Linked DNA regions of Mus musculus: regions 1 and 2 are each linked to region 3. The links are chromatin contacts, called in public promoter capture Hi-C maps. All regions are on one chromosome and are shown on one strand. The core of a region is the stretch at or near the end of the contact, and the rest is flanking DNA. Distances in the headings are between cores, read along the strand shown. Region 1 overlaps Chp1 (calcineurin-like EF hand protein 1). Region 2 has its middle 14 kb from the start of Ino80. Region 3 holds the start of Ppp1r14d (protein phosphatase 1, regulatory inhibitor subunit 14D).

The links. Promoter capture Hi-C pulls out the DNA fragments that hold promoters and counts their contacts.
Region 1: a contact with region 3 is called in a promoter capture Hi-C map of pre-B cells, with 2.5 times the contacts expected there. The contact joins the enhancer-like site here to the promoter of Ppp1r14d in region 3. A contact is called at or near these places in 13 of 39 promoter capture datasets (the C10 cell line, the HPC-7 cell line, HPC-7-derived erythroid cells and 8 more) and 1 of 115 datasets of contacts at active chromatin or transcription factors (embryonic stem cells).
Region 2: a promoter capture Hi-C map of the HPC-7 cell line shows a contact between it and region 3. The contact joins the enhancer-like site here to the promoter of Ppp1r14d in region 3. A contact is called at or near these places in 9 of 39 promoter capture datasets (3T3-L1-derived adipocytes, the C10 cell line, the HPC-7 cell line and 6 more), 1 of 484 Hi-C or Micro-C datasets (embryonic stem cells), 4 of 115 datasets of contacts at active chromatin or transcription factors (all in embryonic stem cells) and 3 of 9 other capture datasets (adipose tissue, liver and pancreatic islet).

What each region holds. Positions count from the first base shown.
Region 1 is chr2:119,570,232-119,574,115 of GRCm38.p6, reverse strand. It overlaps Chp1 (calcineurin-like EF hand protein 1), which reads right to left. Exons shown (of 7, transcript NM_019769.3): 4 at 2,221-2,348. Among named protein-coding and RNA genes, the nearest start is that of Oip5os1, 22 kb to the left of the region's middle. Within about 2 kb of position 1,340, at least 16 of the 459 cell types and tissues checked have an H3K27ac peak or open chromatin away from gene starts, as enhancers often do. A contact at or near this core is called in liver, where this site is marked.
Region 2 is chr2:119,490,041-119,493,520 of GRCm38.p6, reverse strand. No RefSeq gene overlaps it. Among named protein-coding and RNA genes, the nearest start is that of Ino80, 14 kb to the right of the region's middle. Within about 2 kb of position 1,465, at least 29 of the 459 cell types and tissues checked have an H3K27ac peak or open chromatin away from gene starts, as enhancers often do. A contact at or near this core is called in the HPC-7 cell line, where this site is marked.
Region 3 is chr2:119,228,567-119,232,261 of GRCm38.p6, reverse strand. Ppp1r14d (protein phosphatase 1, regulatory inhibitor subunit 14D) reads left to right here and starts at 2,397. Exons shown (of 4, transcript NM_028104.4): 1 at 2,397-2,720. The coding sequence starts at 2,463.

The DNA.
Region 1 (3,884 bases), core at 91-2,590, 340 kb before region 3:
TCCAGCCTCCATCAGCAGACACACTGAAGAAAACAGCTCAAGCTGGGCAAGGTGGCCCACCCTTTAATCCTAGTACTCTGGATGTAGAGGTGAGCAGATTCCTGTGAACTCGAGGCCAACCTGGTCTGTATAGTGAGTTTTAGGACAGCCAGAGCTACATAGTGAGACCCTGTCTTGAAACAAACAAACAAAAAAAAAACAAACAAAAAGAAAAAGGAAAGAGAACTACTGGCTCAACATTAAAACTACCAAGTGTTTACTGTGTTTACTGTGAAGTTGAATCACATGTAATTGTTCATTAACTCTTGGTCTCGAGACCCACAAGACAATGTTTATACTATGGTATGAAGATCAGGTAGACATTACTAGCATATGCTAAACCAATAATCATGGCTGGATGTGGTGGCTCTCAGGAGGTTGAGAGTCTCCCAAGTCTGAGACTTGTCTGGATACAATGTGAGACTCTGTCTATACAAACAGCAGAGATAACTTAAGCTGGTTGTAGTGGCACATGTCTTTGATCCCAAAAGAGGAGGATCTCTCTGTGAGTTAAGGCAAGCCTGGTATGCAAAGTTTACAAAGGCCAGGGCTATACACAGAAACCCTATCTCAAAAACAAAACAAAACAAAAAAGAAAAGAAATAAAAATAACTTAATAAATAAAAACACAAGACCCGCAGACAGAAGGCTTTGCATGAAGCAAACAGTACTTGGTACTGAAGGAAGAAAATGTGGCTCATTAGTCCAGTTTATAATAAATATGAGGGTAGTTCACAGGATTCTGTTGTCTGTATTCAGCTTTGTTTCTACTGAAATTTTTTGCTCTTCTTTAAGAACCATGAATTAGAGGTGAAGCTCAAGAGTCTTTTAGTACTTTTGTTCAAAAATCTTCCCTGTACTTTAGTGATTCTCAAACTGCACCATAAATGCCAACAAAAATGAACCCACACTTCTCCTAAGAAGATGAATAGACACAGTCCGACAGCCAGAAATGGGAGGAAATACTTGTCAAATGTATGCAAATGCAGCATCATGTACTCCAACTCACTTGAATTTGCTCTAATATTTTTTTTCTTTTCTTTTTTTTTTTTAAGATTTATTTATTTATTATAAGTACACTGTAGCTGTCTTCAGACACTCCAAAAGAGGGCGTCAGATCTCATTACGGGTGGTTATGAGCCACCATGTGGTTGCTGGGAATTGAACTCAGGACCTTCGGAAGAACAGTCAGCACTCTTACCCACTGAGCTCAAACCTTCTAGTATCTGTATCATTGGGAGCACCATTTAATTTGTACCTTCACAAACTTCTGGGCACCACCATGCACTCTTTCAGGGCAGAGTTGGGCTCAATTAGTTTCACACAATTTCAGTATCAACTTGTGTTGAAAGAAAAGTAGAAATTCAACTTCAGCTTCCTGGAAAAGTTTTGTAAGGGATTGGGCAATAGTCCAACCAGGGCAGAAGGCAATGTAGTAACTATCGAAAGAAAGGAAGGCAAGAGGCACAGGAAACTGCCATTTTGTTACTGGTACTTTAGTAAAATCCACAATCTATGAAATTCTAAAATAGATGGATGACCAACATTAACTCTCACAGTCAGGGCCTGGGGTCTTGTTCCCTGTCACTCTAGTATCTTCTACAGGGTCTGGCACACAGGAGATAAATGAAGTACAATGGCAGGTAACACTCAGTATATGCAAGGTAATATTGGAAGCACTTACAACATTAAGAATCTCTTAGTGGGGACTACAGATGTTGCTCAGTAGAAAGAGTGCTTATGTACTGAAGAGATGGCTTAGCAGTTAAGTACACTGACTGCTCTTCCAGAGGCTCTGAGTTCAATTCCCAGCAACCACATGGTGGCTTACAACCATCTGTAATGGGGTGTAATGCCCTCTTCTGGTGTGTCTGAAGAGAGCAATGGTGTACTCACATACATAAAATAAATAAATCTTTGAAAGAAAGAAAGAAAAAGAAAAAGAAAAAGAAAAAGAAAAAAAGAAAATGAGCCGGGTCCCAGCATTTGAGAAGCAGAGGCAGGCGGATCTCTGAGTTTGAGGCTGGCCTGGTCTACAGGATGAGTTCCAGTCAATTCTACACAAAGAATCCCTGTCTGGAAAAACAAACAAACAAACAAATAAACAAAAGAAACGGAAAGAAGAAGGAGTAAAGGATCACACAGATGTTGGGGAGAGAGAAGGACGACGATGCTCCTTACAGTGCAGCTTGTTGCTCCGGCTGTTGAGGGGTTCCGGGCCATTCACATCTTTGCTCTTTTCGTTATCCTCAATGGGTCGGAAATGAGCCAATGTTCTCATGAATCCTCGGAAGTTTACCTGATCCTCTCTGATTAGGAAATATAACAGAACGCCATGTCAATCACGGTGGAAATCTTCTGTTTGTATGTTTTGTCTTTTTGCAGTGTTTCAGAATCAAACTCAAGGTCTTCCACAAGCTAGGTTACCATCCACCACTAAACTATATAGATTCATGGTGACTGTTTCTTTTTTTTTTTTTTTTTTTTTTTTTAAGATTTATTTATTTATTATATGTAAGTACACTGTAGCTGTCTTCAGACACTCCAGAAGAGGGCGCCAGATCTCGTTACGGATGGTTGTGAGCCACCATGTGGTTGCTGGGATTTGAACTCCAGACCTTCGGAAGAGCAGTCGGGTGCTCTTACCCACTGAGCCATCTCACCAGCCCATGGTGACTGTTTCTTATGGACTAAGAAATAGCCAACACTTTGATCTTGAGTAGCCTAAAAGTCCATTTAACAAGCTTCCTTTCCATATGCATGCATAATACTTTTGGACTTATACAATATCTCCATCTAAAAAGCCTCACCCCAATAATGTGAAACAGTATATTGTTCTCATTTATTAAATGATTAACTAGGCTGAAAGAAGAAGAAAAGGACTTAACTATGGTCAGAGTTATTAACTGAATTTACTTATATATCTATAAAGTGGATTTTAATTAAGTAGGGCCAGCACCACACATGAAAGTCAGTACTTAAACTCTCTCTGCTTTGAACTCTGGAACAGCCAGCATATCACTCTTCCAAACCACAATAGAATGTGCCTAGAGACATTTACATTTTGAAGCACATTCTAGAAACTCTTGCTTGTTTATCTGTTGTTCTGAGATGGTCTGGCTCTGTAGCCAGCCTGGCTCTGCATTCCCAGCAGTCCAGCTTCGGCTTGCCCAGGGCTAGGGTAAGGGTTATCAGCCACCAGCCCAGTGTCTCTCTGCTACACTTTCCTCTCTCCTCCTAGTGCTGGGGATTAAACACAGGGCTTCAGCTTCATTGGCAGGCACTTTACCACTGAGCTATATAGATCCAGCCCTGTGGTTCTCTTTTCTTCTTAAAGTTTTATTTTATTTTATGGTTATGAGTGTTTGTCTCCATTTATGTCTGTGTACCACTTGCATGCCTGTTAATTGTGGAGGTCAGAAAAGGGTATCTGATTCCCTGGAACTAGAGTTAGTTATAAGCTTCCATGTGGGTTCTGAGAACCAAACCTGAGTCCTCTAAAAGAGAGGACAGTGTTTTTTAACTGACTAGCCATCTCTCCAGCCCCCACCCCATACATTCCTTTCTGCTTTGCTGAAACAGGATCTCACCTATGTAGTCCTGGTTGGCCTGAAATTTTGAAGTGCCTGGCTTTTTTTTTTTTTTTTAATCTTAAGCATTTCCACAATAACAATAAATACTGAAAGACATAGCAATGGATATCTGTTATCCCAGCACTCAGGAGGCAGAAAAAGGAAAGACTGCTTTGAATTTAAGTCAATAAAAGTACTAGGTCGGCCAGGCAGTGGTGGTGCATGCCTTTAATCCCAGCATTCAGGATGAAAAGACAGGCCAAACTCTTGAGT
Region 2 (3,480 bases), core at 216-2,715, 260 kb before region 3:
ACTAACAAGGAAGAGACTGATATATATATATATATATATATATATATATATGTGTGTGTGTGTGTGTGTGTGTGTGTGTGTGTGTGTGTGTGTGTGTGTGTGTAATTTGTTGTTGTATTTGTTATTGTTTTGTTGTTTTCTGAGACAGGGTTTCTCTGTATAGCCCTGGCTGTCCTGGAACTCACTCTGTAAACCAGGCTGGTCTTGAACTCACAGAGATCCGCCTGCCTCTGCTGGACTGCTGCCACATGCACTGCCACCACGGCTGGCTGAGACCAGCACATCTTAGACCACTGGCTGAGCCCCACAGCTCACCTTTCAAGCTTCAGGCAGTGAACTGGAAGGTTACTGAGGGATTAACAAGTTTAGTTACACAAGAGGAAGTAAGTTCAAGACAATTGGGTGAGGATAAAATCCCTGTGAATTATTTTTCTTCTTGAGACAAAGCCTCACCACTGACCTAGAACCCACTTTGGAGACCAGGGTGGCCTCAAACCCACAGAGGTCCACCTGCCTCTGGCTCCTGAGTATTAAATGTGGGCACTACCCCCTCCCCCTTTAAAGTACTGGAGATTGACTGTAGGGCTCTACATATGCTAGGTAAATGTTTTACCATTAAGCTATAGCTTTACCCCCTGTATGTTTTCTCATATCACTTCAAACACAACAGTGTCATGCTAGACCATATAATATACCACAGTATTTAAGAAATACTTCATTTAGGCTGGGTGTGATGGCCCAGCAATCAACAGGCAGAGTTTTGTCAGGTGGGTCTTGTCAGTTCAAGGCCAGTCTGGTCTACATAAAGAGTTCCAGGATTATCTGGGCAGTGGTGGTGCACGCGAAGCCCTGGCTGTCCTGGAACTCACTCTATAGACCAGGCTGGCTTCGAACTCAGAAATCCACCTGCCTCTGCCTCCCAAGTGCTGGGATTAAAGGCGTGTGTCACCACGCCCGACTGGCACATGCCTTTAATCCCAACATTTGGGAGGCAGAGGCAGGCAGGTTTCTGAGTTCGAGGACAGACTGGACTACTGAGTGAGTTCCAGGACAGTTCCTTTGGGTACAACTCCCAGTACCTCAAAGCAATAATAAAAAAAAAAAGTCCAGTGAATTTAAAACAAGAAGTCTACAGATCACCTCAAGCAAGTGCTTTTCTGCTACAGTGCTGCAGGCTGCACCTGAAGGGAGGAAAGCACAACTGTAACTTCAGGAAGGCACAATCCTCGTCTATCCTCCCCCACGTCCCCAGGCTCTACAGTGTGCTAAGTCAATGACCACTGTGCTGCCTTTTTTGTTGTTGTTGTTAACTTGACACAAGCTATAGTCATCTGAGAGGAGTGATGTCACCTCTGGGCTGGCGTTCCTGGCTCTCTAAGAAAGCAGGCTGAGTAAGACGTGAGGAGGCAGTCAGTAAAGCAGCCCTCCTCCATAGCTCCTGTGTCAGCTTCTGCCTCAAGGTTTCTGTCCTGTGTGAGTTTCTGTCCTGACTTCCTTCCGGATAAACAGTGCTGTGGAATTGTAAGCCAAATAAACTCTTTCCTCCCCAAGTTGCTTTGGTCATGGTGTAACCCTGATTAAGTCAGCCACCTATCAAGTGAATTAGACCTTTCAGCAACTCACTGTGCTGGTGTGAACAAGATTCCATCTCTTATAACCCTGAAATGCTAAAATAAAGCCTGCACACAGCCATCTCAACTAGCTACGCCACCTCACATAACCTGTGGTGCTCTGGTTTCTTGAGCCCCAAACTAATTATTGTGCCAGAGTAACATTATACAGCTGGCATTTTCTTAACAATGTATAGCCTGCCCACAGGCTATACTATCCATATACACAGGTATTTGCTATCCATAATTAAAGGAATTTGAATGGGGAAGTGTAGTCAGGGTGTGGCTAGTTTGACCACAGGAAGAATGTGTTCTGTTTGGTATGTTAGCTTTAGGGGGCTCAGTGGTAGATTGCTTGCCTAAAACACTGGCATTAGGGAGGTCAAGTTCTATTCCCAGAACTGAAAATAAAAACAGAAAAGAGAATCAACTTTAGAGTGGAAAAGGTTCAAAACTCTTAGAAGAGAAAACTGTTTTTATATAGTAATCAGTGTTCGGTTTAGGACTCTGGCACTAGGAACTAAGGTGCGTATTTTACATATCCCCACCTTAACCAGAAGGGGCTTTCACAGAGCTCAGGCTAAGCTTCAACTGGCTATTTAGCTGAAGATGCTCTGGCTTTGAGAGCCAATGTTGTTTTAAGTTTTAATTATTGTGCCTAAGAGACTCATGAAAGAAAAGTCCTTCTAACCTGTAAGCCCCTTGCCCAATGACAGATATCTCCTGAAATGCTGGCGGCAATTCTTTATGGGGGAAAACAACCACACTGGATGCGCTTGGTCACATGTAATCCACAGGAAATCTGTTAGGATGTTGTACACTTGCCTGATTGGATGTAGGCAGAGGTACATAGGCAGGAAGTATGTTAGCATATAAGCTTGCCCCTGGTCGAATCTGATGGGAAATACAGTGGCCTTATGGGTTGCCTTTTTATGCCACTGGATGTGACTCTTCACCATTTTCTGGGAACCCAGGAATGGACCTGACCAGAGTCCATCTTTCTGGCAGATATTTAATTAAAGCTTGCTTTAAATGTGGCTCAAAATTGTGGTAGTGGTGTTCCCAGTGGGATTAACACTGCCTACATTTCTCCAGTGTTGGGGTTAAGAACACCTGCTACCATGCCTTAGTGTTTTAGAAAGTTCATTATGTAGCTCAGTTACAAATCCCAATTCAATCTCCCATTCTTCAGTCTTGAAGAATGAGGCACAGTGACCTTCTGAGATGATGAGAATGTCCCCTTAGGCTCAGATGTTTAAATACTCAGTCCCCAGTGGATGTCCTATTAAGATAAGTTTAGGGGGTGTGTTCTTTCTGGAAGAAATACATACCTGGGGACTTTTGAGACTTAAAAGCCACACACCATTGCCATTTCATTCTCTGATTCTTGCTGTTGGTTCAAACTGCAAGCTCTAAGCTTGCTACTCTAGCCACAATGCTTACCACTTCGCCTCCATAAAGGACTCCTGTTCCTCTGGAGCCTACACAAAACCCTCTCTTTCTTTAAATTTGCTTTGGTCATGATATTTTATCACAGCAAGAGAAGTAGCTAATAAATGTGAGGCAGTGGTGCACATAAAGCGGAGGGATGAAACTGTTGCACATGAATTTGATGCACTCAATATTTCCTGCAGAAAAATTAAAGGTTCTGTGGAATCGCTGCTCAGTGTCTTTAGCCATTGTTTCACTGAGCATTTTGAAGCACGTTTGACTATAACAAAAGTCACAAATAAGGTTAGTAAAATTAACATTTCAATTTAAGTAGCCAAGAATAGATAGACTCAGTGCCCTGAAAATTCCAGAAAACAGCCTTGAGGAAGTCACTGTCCTTTAGTACTTACAGACAGTCATGCTAGCCTTAAACTTGATT
Region 3 (3,695 bases), core at 1,148-3,647:
TTTTGTTTTTGTCAACACTGAGGTCATTTGGAAAGTGGGTGCCTCAATTAAGAAAATGCCTCCCTAAGATTGGCTTAGGCAAGCCAATGGGGCTTAGGGCCCAGCTCACTGTGGGTGGTGCCAGGCCTGGTGGTCTTAGATGGGATAAGAGAGCAGGTTAAGCAAGCCATGAGGAGCAAGCCAGCAAGCAGGACTCTTCCAAGGCCCCTGTGTCAGCTCTCGCCTCTGTTTCTAACTTGGCTTCTCTTCACAATGCAGCTGTTGTAGCCGTATGTGAAATAAACCCTTTTCTCCCCACGTTGCTTTTGGTCCTGGTGTTTATCACAGCAAAACAAAGTAAATATGGATTTTGTTGTTGTTGTTGTGAGAGAGAAAGAGTGAGAGCAGATTAAGGCTGGTGGCCTGGTCTACAGAGTGAGTTCCAGGACAGCCAAGGCAAGAGAGAGAAATCGTGTCTTGAAACAACAGCAGCAACAACAACTAACAACAACAAGAAGACAGGCAACTCACAACTGCCTGTGACATCAATCAAAGGGACCTGACCCCTGGTTCAGGAGCGTTTTCAGCTATGTAGCAAATTTAAAGCCAACCTGAATAGGGCTGGCAAGATGGCTCAGAGTATAGAAGTTCTTAGCGTACAGTAAGCTTGGTGACCTGAGTGCAGTCCTTGGATCCCATGTAAAAACTGTCCCCAGTGCTACGTACTGCATATCTGCAATCCATCACTCTTATCAGTGACTTGACGACAGAGGCAGGAGAATCACCCAGATCACAGTCCACCTAGCTGGTGCCACAGAAACAGCCTTGAGAGAGAGGCTGTTTCCTTCACAGAGAAAGAGGAGAGTGCCGTCCTCTGACCACACATACACCATGGCATGGGCTCACCTGCATTACACACATAAGAATATATATATTTTTCGAGACAGGGTTTCTCTGTGTAGCCCTGGCTGTCCTGGAACTCACTCTGTAGACCAGGCTGGCCTCAAACTCAGAAATCTGCCTGCCTCAGCCTCCTGAGTGCTGGGATTAAAGGCGTGTGCCACCACTGCCCGGCAATATGTTTTTTAAAAAGATTTACTTATTTATTTTATGTACATTGTACCTGTCTTCAGACACACCAGAAGAGGGCATCAGATCCCATTACAGATGGTTGTAAGTCACCATGTGATTGCTGGGTGGGAGTTGAACTCAGGACCTCTGGAAGAGTAGTCAGTGTTCTTAACCACTGAGCCATCTCTCCAGCCCATATGTTTTTAATTAACATGTAAAAGACCCAAAGTACAATCAGCTATTGATCAGTAGTAGAGCTTCCTCAGCATGTACCGAGACACACACACACACCAGATGGTACCACATAAAAGGACAGTCATTATCTCAAGAGAACTAAAGCCAAAAATGATGGTAGGAGTTGGGGGTTACATCTGGAGAAGGGAGAAAATTTCTTTCTTCCTTCCTTCCTTCCTTCCTTCCTTCCTTCCTTCCTTCCTTCCTTCCTTCCTTCCTTCCTTCCTTTCTTTCTTTCTTTCTTTCTTTCTTTCTTTCTTTCTTTCTTTCTTTCTTTCTTTCTATCTGTTTTTCTGAGCTGTTCATTAAAACGAAAAACAAGACAAAATGAACCACATTAAGTTATTTAAATTTTTTCTTATAAAGGACTGAATAATGAAAGTACTTTTAAATGGCAAGCTTGTTTACCAGTCCAGGATTCCTATGTGAAGTCAGGTCTGAAGGTGTCTTTTATCAGGAAGAAGCTGAATCAGGGGAGGGTCACATGACCATAAACTTGGCTTCTAAGAATGACAACAGGTCTTGTAGGCCAGGCTGCATAAATCTGCCTTTAACAATCACAGCAGCAAAGCCAATATCCAGACACACCCAGACACAGGACAGAAGTAGCCATCTGTGAACTCTATCCACTGGCTGAGATTGCCCTCGGTGGCTCCTCACCTTGAGGAGGAATCCTACCCCTGCAGGAACCAGAATTATCCGACCACAGCTGCTCAGGCCTGCAATAGACTATCTAGTTCCTAGAAGATTGGATGCTGAGGGACTTCAGTTGATTGAGCCTAGTCACCGTATGTCTAGAGCTATCCCGGAAGACAGGTGGGAGCCCCACACCCTTCAGCACTCAAAGGCTCCTTCTTCCTCTTCTCAAGGCTTGCTAGCCTCTTGACATTTGCTTGTTTGAGGTTTATGTTACTGTGGGCTCCAGCAGCTGCAGAATGGAGGCTGGGATATGGCTCTGAATGCCACTGGCTGGCAGAGAGAGGCTAGGAAGTTCATTCCCGGCACTAACTAGAGACCTATTGATCTTTGACCCCTGCCCCTCCCAAGAGCCTTGGCCCTCTTCCCACCTCCTTTCTTCCTTGTGGGCCTCTCCCTCCATTCTCTGTCCCCTCATTTCCCTCTATTCTCTTGCCTAGACTGGCAGTTTCTCCCAGCACCTTGCACAGTCTGATCTCTCCATGCTGTCTTCAAGCCCTGCTTCCTGTACATCTCCCAGCCCTGGCACAGACAACCCAGACAAGAAGGTCCACTGGGCTTCTGAGAAGAGAAGGAGGGCATCGTCCACAGACTCAGAGTCAAAGACTCACTTGGACATTTCTAAGTTGCCCAGGTCCCGGAGACCCAGCCGGCTGACGGTGAAGTATGACCGGGGTCATCTGCAGCGCTGGCTGGAGATGGAGCAGTGGGTAGATGCTCAGGTCCAGGAACTCTTCCAGGTGGGTAGCTTGAGGGGGCTGCTGGAGACTGTGGATGGATCTGGGCTTGGGTCCTGAGGTTCTGAGAGCTTCCTCAGAGACTTCCAGGGCGGCTGGAGGGCTGATATGAAACGGAGCATGCTTCTTCAGATGGAAGAGAAGTCTCAACCACCTCAGTAACCCCTTTGTGCTATGGAAAAGGCCTGATTTCATTTCTGGGAATGTCCTAGACTCGGTTTCTGAGCTGTATAATGGGGCTGTCCATGCCTGATATATCTCTTTGCTAAGACTTTCTGAGATTTAAATGACAGTTGAAGAGTAAATGCTTGACTAGACTCTGTTGTTTTATGTCTCTTCAATGTACGTCCATGCGTAAAGCCACATTGTCCAATACTGTCCCTATCAGTACAAGTATGGCTTTTAGTTTTAAATGAATTAAGATGAGATGAAATTCAAAATTTAGATCCCAAGTCACATAGAAATGGTTAAAGTGCTGATGGTCTCGTGTGCCATATTGTCAGCACAGATGTGGACCAGCCCCACTATCTCAGGATGGGCAGTGCAGAGCTAGACAGTGAGAACACTGACACAGTGACCTCCCCTGGCTTGCACTGTGTGGCTCCGGCTGCCTTTCCTCAACCTCAGCCCCGGGAAGGATGGATCTTGCCCCTGGTCACAGGGCAAGTAGTAAATAGTTTCTCACTTAGACTCTGTCAACTCTGACCCCAGAGCAGGAGCAACTGCTCCATCAGGAATAAGGTTTTGACTTCTTTACAATGTCTTAGCCACAGTGCGAAGCCTGGACATGCATTATTTGATTTAACCCTCCCCCAAGCTCCAGTGGGTAGCTGCTGGCTTACAGCTGAGAGTTGAGACTCAGGTTTGCAGATGCAGCTCAGTGGGTAGAGTGTTTGGATGAAGCCTTGGCTGATACCCAACATCGGCATAGCCTACGTGGTTCATGGCAGCACATTCTTACGGGAGGTAGAAGCTGGG